2 separate regions of the Mus musculus genome follow, and region 1 is linked to region 2. A link is a contact called in public Hi-C data. All regions are on one chromosome and are shown on one strand. Each heading gives the region's core, a stretch centred on a gene start, on an enhancer-like site or on the middle of the called end of the contact. The rest is flanking DNA. Distances are from core to core; before and after follow the strand shown.

Region 1 (6,716 bases), core at 3,753-6,252, 83 kb before region 2:
TTCGATTCCTAGCACTGCGTACACTGGGTATGGTGGGACACACCTGTAATCTCGAACTCAGGAAGTGGAGAATGGGGGGATCAGAAGGTAAAGAGCGTTATTTGTTACACAGTAAACTTGAGACCAGCGCTGGAAGGTAAGGACCTGTCAAACAAAACCAAAAAGAACTTACAGGTTGCAAAGCATGGCTTGCATTTGTGGTTGAGAAGCCCCATCCACCCTTCACTGACAGGTTGCTCCGCTTTTTTTTTTAATTTTTATTAGGTATTTTCCTCATTTACATTTCCAATGCTATCCCAAAAGTCCCCCATACCCACCCCCCACTCCCTTACCCACCCGCTCCCCCTTTTTGGCCCTGGCATTCCCCTGTACTGGGGCATATAAAGTTTGCAAGTCCAATGGGCCTCTCTTTGCAGTGATGGCCGACTAGGCCATCTTTTGATACATATGCAGCTAGAGACAAGAGCTCCGGGATACTGGTTAGTTCATATTGTTGTTCCACCTATAGGGTTGCAGTTCCCTTTAGCTCCTTGGGTACTTTCTCTAGCTCCTCCATTGAGGGCCCTGTGATCCATCCAATAGCTGATTGTGAGCATCCACTTCTGTGTTTGCTAGGCCCCGGCATAGTCTCACAAGAGACAGCTATATCTGGGTCCTTTCAGCAAAATCTTGCTAGTGTATGCAATGGTGTCAGCGTTTGGAAGCGGATTATGGGATGGATCCCTGGATATGGCAATCACTAGATGGTCCATCCTTTCGTCACAGCTCCAAATTTTGTCTCTGTAACTCCTCCCATGGGTGTTTTGTTCCCTTTTCTAAGAAGGGGCAAAGTGTCCACACTTTGGTCTTCGTTCTTCTTCAGTTTCATGCATTTAGCAAATTGTATCTTATATCTTGGGTATCCTAAGTTTCTGGGCTAATATCCACTTATCAGTGAGTACATATTGTGTGAGTTCCTTTGTGATTGGGTTACCTCACTCAGGATGATGCCCTCCAGGTCCATCCATTTGCCTAGGAATTTCATAAATTCATTCTTTTAAATAGCTGAGTAGTACTCCATTGTGTAAATGTACCACATTTTCTGTATCCATTCCTCTGTTGAGGGGCATCTGGGTTCTTTCCAGCTTCTGGCTATTATAAATAAGGCTGCTATGAACATAGTGGAGCATGTGTCCTTCTTACCAGTTGGGACATCTTCTGGATATATGCCCAGGAGAGGTATTGCGGGATCCTCCGGTAGTACTATGTCCAATTTTCTGAGGAACCGCCAGACTGATTTCCAGAGTGGTTGTACAAGCTTGCAATCCCACCAACAATGGAGGAGTGCTCCTCTTTCTCCACATCCTCGCCAGCATCTGCTGTCACCTGAATTTTTGATCTTAGCCATTCTGACTGGTGTGAAGTGGAATCTCAGGGTTGTTTTGATTTTCATTTCCCTGATGATTAAGGATGTTGAACATTTTTTCAGGTGCTTCTCTGCCATTTGGTATTCCTCAGGTGAGAATTCTTTGTTCAGCTCTGAGCCCCATTTTTAATGGGGTTATTTGATTTTCTGGAGTCCACCTTCTTGAGTTCTTTATATATATTGTATATTAGTCCCCTATCCAATTTGGGATAGGTAAAGATCCTTTCCCAATCTGTTGGTGGTCTTTTTGTCCTTTTGACAGTGTCTTTTGCCTTGCAGAAGCTTTGCAATTTTATGAGGTCCCATTTATCGATTCTCGATCTTAGAGCACAAGCCATTGCTGTTCTATTTAGGAATTTTTCCCCTGTACCCATATCTTCGAGGCTTTTTGCTCCGCTTTTTAAACAAGCTCAGAGTCATCCCCTCTGGCTGAAAGCAAGGAGGTGAGGCGGTCTCCACAGATCAGATTTACCCAGTCGGTCACATAAAATGGTGGATGGGTGCGAGGGAATCTGGCTTTCACTTCACTTCCAGAAACACAGGATGTGCCAGGTTTGGTAGAGTGTACCGCCTGTGCGTGAATGAGTGTGTGTGTGTATACAAGTGTGTATGTGTGTGTACATGTGTGTATGTGTGACATTGTGTACATGTGCTAGTCAGAGGACTTAATTGCTGAGCCATCTCTCCACACACACACACACACCCAAGAGGTATATTCTGTTGTTTTTATGGTTTTTTATTTTTTGGTTTTTTGAGACAGGGTTTCTCTGTGTAGCCCTGGCTGTTCTGGAACTCACTCTGTAGACCAGGCTGGCCTTGAACTCAGAAATTCACCTGCCTCTGCCTCCCAAGTGCTGGGATCAAAGGTGTGCGCCACCGCGCAGGGCAAGAGGTATATTCTTAAGCCTTAGATACGTATAATCTTGGAGCTTTGAGAAATTCTATGACTGGTCCCTGTCCCTCAGATGATAACAGTTGGTCTCAATGGAGCACGCATATCTCAATTTTTTTTAAATATTCCATGTAATTCTTTTACCTTTTTTGATTTTTACATTTATTTATGTGTATGCTTCTAATTGCTGGCATATCATGGCATGTGTGTGGAAGCCAGAGTCAGGTCTCTCCTGTTCAAGGGATCAAGCTCAGGTCATCAGGCTTGGTGGCAAGTGTCCTGAGCCACCTAGGCAGCTCACTGGCTCTCTCCAGGCAATTCCAATGTGCAGCTCTGCTGAGAACCACAGCCTTATTACCTACCAGGAGGGCTTAGGACACCCTCAGTGTTTACCACTGGAAGGTCTGGACTGGAGTGGGGGAGGAGTGAGGGAGGTAAGAGGAAGGTGGGGGGAGATGTTGGGGGGAGGTCTCTGTTTTCTGATACTTCAGGTTTGCAGCTTAGGGTAGAGATGCCTAACTGGATCTAGTTCAGGAGAATTATAACTCTCTAGTAAGTACTACCACTAGTATGCTGGCTAGTTTTATGTTAACTTGACACAAACTAGTTATTTGAAAGAAGGGAACCTCAATTGAGAAAAATGCCTCTACAAGATCCTGCATTTTCTTAGTGATTGATGGTTGAGGGCCCAGCCCACTGTGGGTGGGGCAATCCCTGGGCTGGTGGTTCAAGGTTCTGTAAGAAAGCAGGAGGATTAGATCATGAGGAGCAAGCCAGTAAGCAGCACTTCTCCATGGCCTCTGCATCAGCTCCTGCCTCCAGGTTTGAATTCGTGCCCTGTTTGAGTTCCTGTTCTGACTTCCTTCAGGATGAGCAGCGATAGAGAGGCAAATAAACCCTTTTCTCCCTGGCTTGCTTTAATTATGGTATTTATTCATCATGGCAATAGCAACCTTAACAAAGACAGCCTCCAAGCAAGTGTTATGTGTCAGGAATTTTGGTATAAAGCATTTACATACATGTCTTATATATTCTTATAGTAGTTATATTCTATACATGCTTTTAGAGATAACTTATGTTTTTAACATTCTACAGTTTGTTTTGCATCTGACTTATGAAAAACAGAGCCAATGGTTTTGTTTGTGTGTGGGGTTTTTTTCCATTTATTTTGTGGATTTAAAATATTTTTATTGCACTTATCTATTTAAAAATATGTGAGTGTGGTGTGACTTGGTTGGAGTAGGTGTGCCACTGTGGGTGTGGGCATAAGATCCTCACCCTAATTGCCTGGAAGTCAGACTTCCACTAGCAGCCTTTGGATGAAGACATAGAACTCTCAGCTCTGCCTGCACCATGCCTGCCTGGATACTGCCATACTTCCACCTTAATGATAACTGACTGAACCTCTGAACCTGTAAGCCAGCCCCAATTAAATATTGTTTTTTATAAGAAAAAAATAAAATAAAATAAAATAAAAATATGTGAGTGGATGTTTTCGGGTGCAGGTGGCACAGTACAGGTATGGAAGTCAGAGGACAACTTATGGGAGTTGGTTAATGGGTCCAGGGATCAAGCTCAGTCTTGGCAGAAAGTACCTTTACCTACTGAGCCATCTCAGTGTGTGTGTGTGTGTGTGTGTGTGTGTGAATTTTTATCACAAGGAACACACAGTAATAGCTACTGTTTGTTGAATATCTCTTATGTACAAAAGTGCTCTACAAAGGTTCTTGTATTTATTTGTATTGCTTTTATTTGTATCCATTTATAACAGGACAGTTCATTCTCCAGTGTTATGCAAGGACCCCATCTGATAGATGATGTGACAACTTAGAAGCTACTTTATAATGGGTGCAAAGCTGAGTGTGAATCTCTATGTGTCAGAGTCTAAAGGTTGTTCTTATGTTTTATGTTACCTCTTTTAAAAAACAAACAAACTTCCTTTTTGGGACAGAGTCTCTATCACTGTAGCCTAGGATAGCTAAGATTTCCTAGGCAAAACTTGTGGGAATCACCCTGCCTCAATCTCCAAAGTGGGAGGATTACAGACATGGACCACCACATCTGGTTTACACTGACTTCTTAGGTAACAGCATTGTCTTAAGGTGTTATCTGTGCCAAACCAATTGACTCTCCAAGGATTCCTACCTCTTCCTTCAATTCCAATGGGCTACTGGAAATGGAACCCGGATGAGACACCCACCCGGTATCTTGGGGCACATAGAGTGTGCTTAATAAATACTGTGAAAGTTTCTTTTTAGAGAGGAAGTGATAATTATTTCAGTTAAGCCCATTGGGATTGTATGAAACTAGGAAGTGACCTTATTGCCAAAGGCAAAGTGAAACAAAGTTCTCAAAATAAAACACAAAAACATATGCCTGTAATCCTAGCACTGGTAAGGTTGAGGCAAGTCGACTCTAAGTTTGAGGTCATCTTGGGCTACATAATAAGATTGTCTATCCCCCCCAATACCTAATTTTTTAGTACTATAATTTGTATTTGTTCTTTGAGAATTTCATATGTACATATAATGTATTTTGATCATATCTACCCCCACCTCCAACTTCCCCTAGACCCCCCCTCCAACATGGGCCCCTCCCCATCTCATATCCTCTTCTTCTTTTAAAAAGACAAACAACCAACCCACTGAGTCCAATTAGTACTGCCCTGTGTACACAGGGGCGGGGGGAACTACCCACCAGAGCATGGGTACCTACCAGTAGCCACACCCCTGAGGAAAAATGGCTCTCCTCCTAGCACTGGTGCCAATGGCTCCTCAACTAGGGGGAGCCACATAAACTCCCTCTCATCCACGCTGGGATTTTGACTGGCCTGATCGTGTGCTAGTCTGCTGTGGGTTCATGAGTGTGACAGTCCTGTCGTGTCAGAAGACATCCTCCCCACCTTCCTGCTCTTCCTTAATGTGTCCTGACCTGAAAACTGAAAGCTGACAGTCCCTCAGTCTCCCACTTTAACCAGGAGTCACCATATTAACCCAGAGGCCCACTGAAAAAAATCGGCTCCCCTGACCACAGTTGAGAGTAGTACAAATCTAGGTAGATATTTAGAAAGAAATTTGACAACATAACCATTTAACTAAACAATAGGAGGTTTCCCTAGACATGTAGGTTTTCCTTCAGACCTGGGCTTTTGACAGGTTTTACTACACATGAGTTCCTTCCTGGAGAGCGAGCCTCAGAGCTGATCGGATAGCAGCTGGTTGGTCCCATAACCCTCATGCCTTTATTGTGCCAGTGGGCTGTAAGTGAAGGTGCCCAGAGAGAAGCTACCCTTAAACTCAATCTTCTCCAAGGACAATCAACTGGTTAAAAATTGAATGATTGTGGAGAGGCTACAGTGTTACAGGCCCAGAGTCTAATTACAGTTACCATGGGTTATCTTTAACCTCTAAGCAGCCATTCCTTGCCTACCTTTGTGTTTGACCTAACATCACGAGACTAAAGCCTTTTAGAATGTAATTAACATAATGAAATCCAGTTTCCACCAATCAAAAAGCTAAGAGCATCACCAGCCAGCATTCGAGGCCTAGCACTGAGATTTTTTCCATTTGGCTGTAACCACCTACTTAATATTTCCACAAATTTATTTGAAAAAAAAAAAACTGCCATAAGACTTTGTTTTGGGGGGGTAGGGGGGGTGGGCTGGAGAGATGGCTCAGTGGTTAAGAGCACTGACTGCTCTTCCAGAGGTCCTGAGTTCAATTCCCAGCAACCACATGGTGGCTCACAACCATCTGTAATGGGATCAGATGCCCTCTTCTGGTGTGTCTGAAGTCAGCAACAGTGTACTCATATATATACAAAATAAATAAAGTAATTAAAAGAAAAGACTTTGTTCTGTTATTATAAAAGCATCATGAAAGTTAGGGTAGCATAAATCTGTGTTCCTAGGCCATGGTCCTTCACGTTTTGGCTTCCGAATAATCCCTTATCCTCTTGGAGGTGAGAGTTGTGCTTAGTGTGCGTTGATGCGGAACGTTTTCAAAAGACTATATATGTTTTTCCTCCTTTTGAATTTTTGAAACAGGCTTTCTCCATGTAACCCTGGCTGTCCTGAAACTCACTCTGTAGAACAGGCTGGCCACAGACTCAGAGATCCGCCTGCCTCTGCCTCCTGAGTGCTGGGAATAAAGGCTTCACCAGCCAGCAAAAAGACTAAATTTTTAAAAACTCAAAATCATTTTTCAACACTAGTATAAAAAATTTAAATTTATTTATTATTATGATGTGTGTATTGTGTATGCCACGGTGCACGTGTCATCGGTTCACTCCTTCCGCCTTGAGCAGCAGGGTAAAACTGAAGTTGCTAAGTTTTCCTGGCATGCATCTTTAACCACTGAGCAATTTTGTCAACCCTATCTTTTAAGTGACAAAGAAATGTAGCTTGAATGGAGTAGCTCA
Region 2 (7,749 bases), core at 556-3,055:
TGATTTTCATTGTCTGTGTACGGCATTCTTATCAAGACCTTCTCTCTGGATTTGCTTTTCGGGTTTTCGAGACATGGTTTCTTTGGCTCTCCTGGAATTTACTCTAGACCAGGTTGGCGTAACTTTTGAATTTTCTCAAACCCTACTTTTAATAATGGTTCCTAAATGCTCTAACCTCCCTTCTAGCCCACTACCTACAGGTTATTAGGATACAGGGGAAGTGTATCTGTTTAGAAATTATTCTTTGGAGCAAATCCCACCCCCATTGTCAGGAAATCAGCAGTTCAGTTCATAGCGTTCAGTAGCAGCAGCTCCATCCACTCGCAAATACTTCATTAATACACCGAGAAGCAGCCCAGCAGTCCAACTCAGAAGTGTTGGGATGGCAAACATGAATCAGCAGTGGTGGCATGACCTAGCAGAAACTGCCAGGCCTCCACCAAAACCAGCAGGAGCAATTAAGCCAGGAGAAGTTCTCTGCCATGTCTCTCTGAATGACGTGAAGATCATTGAAGACGCAAGACCGAGAAGCACTCCAAAACTAACTATGCAAGCCCCCATCACTGTCCATTGAGTCCTATTTATACTCCCTCCAAACATCACGTGTCCTCTAAGGGTCTTGCCTCAGTCTGACTTAGCAAAACTCCATGAGTCTGTATCAGCTGACATCACTCTGCCAATTGGCTGGAGTCCGAGGAAGTGGCAAGAAACTGCAGCATATCACCAGAAGTTTTTGTGTGTGTGTGTGTGTGTGTGTGTGTGTGCATTTCTCTCTATGGGGTCATGACAAACGGAGCTCAGCTACTCAATGTAAGGTGAACCAATGCATGCATGTTGTTATCGAAGAATCCTTCATCTCTCATTCTTTCTAAACATCCTTTTACCTGTGTCTGCTTCAGCGAAATGTTCTTTGATATAACCGATTTACCAAAGAAACCAGAAGTTTCCACTTTAGGCTGGCCTTGAACTCAGAGATCCTCTGCCTGTCTCTGCCTCCTGAGTGCTGAGATTAAAGTCATGGGCCATCATTCTTGTCTGAATTTAAGATTTTTAAACATCTTAAATCCAGATACTCACACTCCACCGATGAGCCACTCCCTCCCCACTCCCCTCTTTCTACCAGGAACAACATCTGAGCCTTCTGTGGCTATGGGCCCTGCTAACGGTGGCAAAGGCCCCGTGTGATCCCCGGCTCCTTCTCCAATCACTTTCACATATTTTCCCACCCTCTGAAGTAGGATAGAAAGAAAAAACTATGGACCCTGGAAACAAAAAAAAAAAAACAAAACAAAAAAAAAAGCACCTTTTTCTGGGGTCTAGCCTGTGCTTCCTGCTGACTTCAGCACTGCCGATGAGATAGATCAACAGTGCCTTCAGAGCAAGTACTCTTTGTCTAAAGATACCTCAAACAAAGATACTGAAACAGCGAACTCTGCTGTTTTAGCTTTCGGCTTTGAGTTTAACTTGGAGCTCCTTGGCCACTTATTCCTAAATGTAAACAATGCATCTATAAAAACACCTCACATCTTCATCTTCATCAGCAAGTTCTGAGAAACCAGATCATTGTGTAAAAAATGGGGAAAGTGAGTCAGTGGACTCTTGGGTGACTTGCATATGTCTATCCAGTCTTTCTTTTGCTCTCATTCCCTCCTACAGCCTACGGTGTAGCTTGACAACGCAGTCCAACCACCGAAAGCAAGCGTCACTCCTCATCCTGGATAGACGCGGGAGGAGGCGCCGAGCGCGCAGGCGCAAGGCAACCCGAGCGAAGCGAGGATTGACGGAAGACGTGCAACTAAAGCGGAAGTCCCGCCCAGCGCGAGCGAGTTTTCCGGCTGTAACCGCTGGAGGCTTCTGCTGACGGCGTCGGACCTGCGGAGCCCAGGATGGTGTTGCTCGAGAGCGAGCAGGTACCGGCGGCCCCGGAGGGCCCGGGACTCGAGCGAGTGGGGTCAGCTCGGGTCGCGGTTCTCCCTTTGCGGGCGGGCCGGGGCCGTGAGGCGGCGGGGCGAGGAGCGGAGGCTGCCTAACGGGGCGTGTTGTGTTGCAGTTCCTGACGGAGCTGACCAGGCTCTTCCAGAAGTGCCGCTCGTCGGGCAGCGTGTTCATCACCCTCAAGAAATGTAAGCAATCTCCGGGGCCGCCTGGGAGGGGACAGCCCGGCCCCCGGCCTGTCCGCACCGGCCACCTCCGGGGCTCGTGGCCGGTGCGGCGCCGGCCACCCACTCACCGTGACAGTGGGGCCCCAAGTGTGTCCGACGCCCGTTGTCAGGCAGCCCGGCCCCCGCTCCGTTAGTGAGGAAGAATATGCCTCGGGGTCCCAGTGTTTATCGAGCGAGTCGTTGCTCCTAGTTTTGGCTGTATCCTGAGTGATGGCGGACCCTTCCTTACGATCATCACTTTGGACCCAGAAGCAACGCCTGTGGTGGTGTTTACCTGGGTGGACTTTTTTTTTTCTTAAACACAGATGACGGTCGCACCAAACCTATCCCGAGGAAGAGTTCTGTGGAGGGCCTCGAGCCCGCAGAAAACAAGTGTCTGTTGAGAGCCACGGATGGGAAAAGGAAGATCAGCACCGTGGTGAGCTGGAGGCCTTTCTTAAGGCTCTGCTTTCTTTTGAGTTGGCCTGGCCGACTCAGAAAAAGTCAGTTTTCTCTCAAGTAGCCAAGGTACAGGAGCAACCTATCTCAGTGCTAGCTAGGGGAACACATTTAAAAAAAATTAAAATAGTGTCTTGCAGTCTACTCAGGCTGACTTTGAACTTGTGATTTAGGAAGCTCACACCAGGCGCTTCAGCCCGTGCTGGTGTCACAGGAGTGTCTCATCAACTGAGACAGATGACAGTGATGGTTTTTGTGAAGTTGGAGATGTGACCCAAGCCAGGGTCTTCATCCCGCTAAGTCATCGCTCTGGGTTGAGCCTCACCCCCACCCCGAGGGAGGAGGGGCATGTCAGGATTAGGTCCGGGTCCCCCTTCCCTGTCATTTTGGCCTGTCACTCCCAGGCTGTTGTGGGATCAGGATCTACTTCTGCTTCTTTTTGGTGGAGGGGGTGGGTTGTTTGGTTGGGATAAGGTCTCGGGTAACTGAGGTTCCTTAGGTCGCCTCTGTCTCCAACGTGGTGGAATCCTAGGTGTGCACCACCTTCACAGTTCCTGTTTTTGTAGGACAAACTATCAGCAATAAACTGTTAGGCAGAAAGTAGAGGCCGAATGCTTGTTCTGCTGGAGTCCGTGGTAGTGAGCATGTGGTCCGTTTTCCTAGGAGTTGCTGTGAAGCATGACTGGCTGTGTTTTCTTTCTCTGCTGCTCCATCAGTACATAGGTTCTGGGAATTAGATGATTATTTTTAACCTGTTTTTTTCCAGGTCTTTGTGGCTCACTTAACAAATGTAGCTACAGGTTAGGCTTGGCACTACAGAGGATATCTAGTCAAGAACCATGATCTTTTTATGAAAGGGTGAATATGCAAAACAAAGATTCCCTGGATTCAGAGCGAATGCTTCTTAATTCTATAGCGAGCCTGTAATGACAGTAGTACAGGATACTCAGGAAACTGCGGACGGTAGCTGATGTTCTCTTGAGACGACTGTCAAGGTAAAGCAAGGCTACATTGCCGTTATGGTTGGCTGCCACAAATGTGAAACAGCCTTTTTCCTAGGTATTATTTCTTTTATGACAGTTTGAATTGTGCTTATATCAGTCTGAATCAATGGAAGATAGAGTTTCATGAGACAGGTCCTTGCTTATCCAGCCCATCCTGGCCTGGAGCTTGTTCCTGTTCAGGCCAAGCCTGCCGAGCACTGGGACTCCAGGCCAGAGCCACCACGTGCTCAGCAGAGGGAGAAGTTTGGATGTAGTTTGCATAATAAAATGAACACTTTTGACAAGTCCTCTGATATCGCTCAGAATCCAAAGAGAAAAACGTAGGGGCATCTGTATAAGGTTTTTTTTTTGTTTTTTTTTTTTTTGTTTTTCGAGACAGGGTTTCTCTGTATAGCTCTGGCTGTCCTGGAACTCACTTTGTAGACCAGGCTGGCCTCGAACTCATAAATCCGCCTGCCTCTGCCTTCCAACTGCTGGGATTAAAGGCGTGCACCACCATGCCCGGCTCTGTATAAGGTTGTTTTTTGTTTTACCTTAAATTTAAAGACTGTGGTACCGGACGATCGTCCCAGCTTTGTCTCACAGTTGGGGTTATCAGAGTGGGTTTGTCTGAGGGATTTTAGAGAGGTGAATAGTTTGGTGGGAGCCCACTTCTGCCTTCCCATCCTGCTGCAGATGTCATATGGAAGAAGGCACAGAGCTGCTTTGCTTGTTCTTGAGAGCAGGTTAGGGTGGTTAGACAGCTGTGAGTACACTGGGACCCCGAAAGTTGGGAATTAGTATTTAAAGATTAGTTGTCTTTTTGTTGTCTTTTTGAAACAGGGTCTCTGTGCGGTCTTGCAACTCGCTATATAGACCAGGCTGGCTTAGAACTCACAGAGATCTGTCTGCTCCTCTCTCCAGAGTGCTGAGGTCCAAAGGTGTTTGTGGGCTACCATGCCTGGCCTAGGTGTTGTCTTGATGAACATTTTGGCTTTTCTTGGGTGAATAGGTGGTGTCTATATCTATAAAAAGAGATGGTCTTTTTCCCTTTGCAGGTGAGCTCCAAAGAAGTGAACAAGTTTCAGATGGTAAGTTCCATTCCCTGCTCTCCAGTCCTCCTTGAGGGCGTGGTGCCACCCAAGATGGAGCCTGACCTCTCCGTTTGCCCGCACTTTCATTTTATGAATATTGTTCAGCAGTGGTTTCCTTTCCCTCCTGCCTACCTTATTTTTATTTTTTCCTTTTTTCTTTTTTTGGTTTTTCGAGACAGGGTTTCTCTGTGTAGCCCTAGCTGTCCTGGTCCTCACTCTGTAGACCAGGCTGCCTTGATTTCTTTCCCTTTAAGACTAGTTCTTTCTTAAACTTCAGATATGCTCTATGATATTGTTGAGTAGGAAGTTGTCTGAAGTTTTCCCTTTTTGCTTGGGGAGTGCACGGCCTGCAGCTCCCTGGGGAGTATGTCTCAGCTGCTGAAGGAGTGAAGACTTTGATGGCATACCAGTTGCCAGGACAGGTGTCCCAGAAGGCTTTCTCATGCCAGCTACTCCAAGTCTGTGTGAAAGTCACCTGCTTCCCCAGTTGGTACCTTTTCTTGTTCTGGCTTTCAGGCCTATTCAAATCTACTGAGAGCCAACATGGACGGGCTGAAGAAGAGGGACAAGAAGAACAAGAGTAAGAAGAGCAAACCAGCACAGTGACAGGCGTGGCTGCTACCAACCAGCTGCACAAGTGCATTTTTCCTCTGTTTGCTGCTTTCAGCACCTCTGTATGTAACTGTTTCCACGGAAGGGTCCTTTAAGAGAGAAGGACTGGGATGGGCTTGGGCTAGTTGTGGTAAGACGCCAGTTTTTGATTTGTGCTGTGTGGCTGGATATTCTTAGATTCCAGCCGTAAGGTTTCTAGTCATCTTTGAGGAGCTATGCATCATTAATCTCCAGGCTAGCTGCTTTTTTTCCTACCCTATTTATGACAGTAACTACTAACTCTAGATGGTACAGTTACTCAAGTGATTTTTACCTTGTCATGAGATTACTGTAATAGTTTTATTAAAAGTTGTGTTATCCTACAGGTGGTTTGTTTTTCTTGGTTGTATCATTTAAAACAACAAAAAATGCATCTAGTTATTTTGTATGTCTGTTGCACATTTGCTCTGTGCCACAGCAACAACCTGTACGATTGGTTTTCTCGTACTATGTGTGTCTGGGACTGAACTCAGGTATTTGGGCTGGGCAGCAAGCATCTTTAATGCCGAGCCATCTGTCTTCCTGGACCTTATCTAATCTTATACGATTCCTTCAGCTAGTCTGAGTTCTCATAGCCAAACAGGAGTTTGCTTAAGGACATTAAGATAAATATTGGAGAATCATCAAGAATAAAGATCCTGCCTGGCGTGGTGGCATAACCTGTAATCTCCGTGGTCTGGAGGCAGGCTGGTTTTGAGTTTGAGGCCAGCCTGGGATGCATAGTGAGACCCTTGTTCTGCCCTCCCACCCAGCCACAGAGGCAGAACTGATCACAAGGGATGACGTTTGATCTCTGTGCCTTTTTATCTACTGAGAATGTAAATGTTAGGACATTTTTATGTGCTTAGTGTTTAGGATCAAAGGAAGATAAGTCTGTTTTCTTCTCCAGCTCCACATAAGGGCTAGTATTGGCAGAACTGCAAATGGAAAACAGCAGATATCTATGAAAACATTTATTATATCAAAAAGGTAAATTTATACATGAAAACCCGACAAAGCTCAGCTTTGTAGGACAGCTTATTAGAATTTAAAGTTAAAATGAATGCACAACATTCCATTATTTCAGTATAAGTCCCTGTCCATTTGAACAATACAGCAGCAGTTCTTTAGGGTCAAAATAGGATTCTGTAGTAGTCATCTCTGTAGCTGTACAGGAACAGCACTGACACCCTGCAAGAGAAAAGGACAAGCACACCGATGGCAGACTTAGTGGGATAAAATAATTTCATAGCTTTGTTTTAATTAAAAATATGATGGGAGATTGATCACTAGAAAGACTGCATAAACTTTCTTGGAGCTGTGATTGACAGTTTGCAATTAAGTTCTGATGAAGAAACTGCCATTCACCACCAACTTCCTTGATGTCCTTTAGTTAAACAGTGACATAAATGACTGGCATTTTGACATACACAGCAAAGGTAGTCATTTTTTGTTTTGTTTTTTAATGTCATTTGCTTTTTTTGTGACTGAGTTTCATGGAACCCGGACTGCCTTCAAACTTGCTTATAAGGCTAAACATGACCTTGGATGCCTGATCTGTCTCTACATCCCAAGTTCTAGGATTATAGTTGTATGCCATCATCCCTGACTTAGTTGTGTAAATGTTTTCTGAGGCTTGAGAGATGGCCCAGTTGGTAAAGTGCATGCCAAGCAAGCACTGAGTTTGGATCCCTAGAAGCAGTGTTAAAAGCTGGGCAGAGTGGTTCCTGACAGTGTGGCCTTGGACAGGGTAGAGATATGTGTGTCCCTGAAGTCAGTGATGCCAGTCAGCCTAGCTCATTGGTGAGCTTCAGGCTCAGAGAGAGACCCTGTCCCAAAAAGAAATGGTGACGAGGAAAGTGGCATGAACCCCATGTCTCCACATGTCACACACACGATATCCCGATGCTACGCTCAGGCTCACAGTGCTACTGACAAGATCCTCACAGTGATTCACAGTCTAGAATTTGTTGACTGTTAACCCTTGACACTCAGTCAGACCCTTCCCTAAATTTTAACCACATGAAACCTGCTATAACTTACTTCTTTTCAACTTTGATGTTATAAATTTCATCGCAGACGAGTTTGAGGTATCTTTGCTTTGGCAGGCGTGACAGCAGCTGCTTCACAGTTGTGTTAAATGCCTGTTCATCAGCATCCCACTAGGAAAGATGAGACCAGATGTGACAGAGCAGAGCAGCAGGGTTACTGCCTGACTTTGTGGGTCAGCAGTGTTGGTGATGGGGAGTCTGTGGCTCTTCCTTTGAAGCTTCAATTTTCTTTTGAGACTACAGGTATCTAGTTAGAGCCTGCTCTGCCTTGCCATAGCCAGGGTATTCGAATGTGACTGTACATTGCTTTTCTTGGACATTTCCTGTGTATAGTGGACACTGTTGCCTTTCATGTGTACTCACTGAACTGGATCAAAAGTCAGTAAACTGC

The links. A called contact is a pair of places that touch in the nucleus more often than the background predicts.
Region 1: a Hi-C map of bone marrow-derived macrophages shows a contact between it and region 2, with 63 read pairs. The contact joins the enhancer-like site here to the promoter of Srp14 in region 2. A contact is called at or near these places in 2 of 39 promoter capture datasets (frontonasal cranial neural crest and macrophages), 5 of 15 datasets of contacts at CTCF or cohesin (CD8 T cells, the NIH/3T3 cell line, large pre-B cells and 2 more), 16 of 484 Hi-C or Micro-C datasets (the 63-12 cell line, the AML12 cell line, B cells and 10 more), 17 of 115 datasets of contacts at active chromatin or transcription factors (the 230-238 cell line, CD4 single positive thymocytes, CD8 T cells and 10 more) and 3 of 9 other capture datasets (adipose tissue, liver and pancreatic islet).

What each region holds. Positions count from the first base shown.
Region 1 is chr2:118,560,492-118,567,207 of GRCm38.p6, reverse strand. No RefSeq gene overlaps it. Among named protein-coding and RNA genes, the nearest start is that of Bmf, 14 kb to the right of the region's middle. Within about 2 kb of position 5,002, at least 44 of the 459 cell types and tissues checked have an H3K27ac peak or open chromatin away from gene starts, as enhancers often do. A contact at or near this core is called in the 230-238 cell line, the 63-12 cell line, B cells and 4 more, where this site is marked.
Region 2 is chr2:118,473,752-118,481,500 of GRCm38.p6, reverse strand. It overlaps Srp14 (signal recognition particle 14), which reads left to right and starts at 1,805. Exons shown (of 5, transcript NM_009273.4): 1 at 1,805-1,910; 2 at 2,051-2,123; 3 at 2,468-2,580; 4 at 4,642-4,674; 5 at 5,194-5,658. The coding sequence starts at 1,887. The coding sequence ends at 5,283. Eif2ak4 (eukaryotic translation initiation factor 2 alpha kinase 4) reads right to left here. Exons shown (of 39, transcript NM_013719.3): 38 at 7,351-7,469; 39 at 6,267-6,498. The coding sequence ends at 6,441.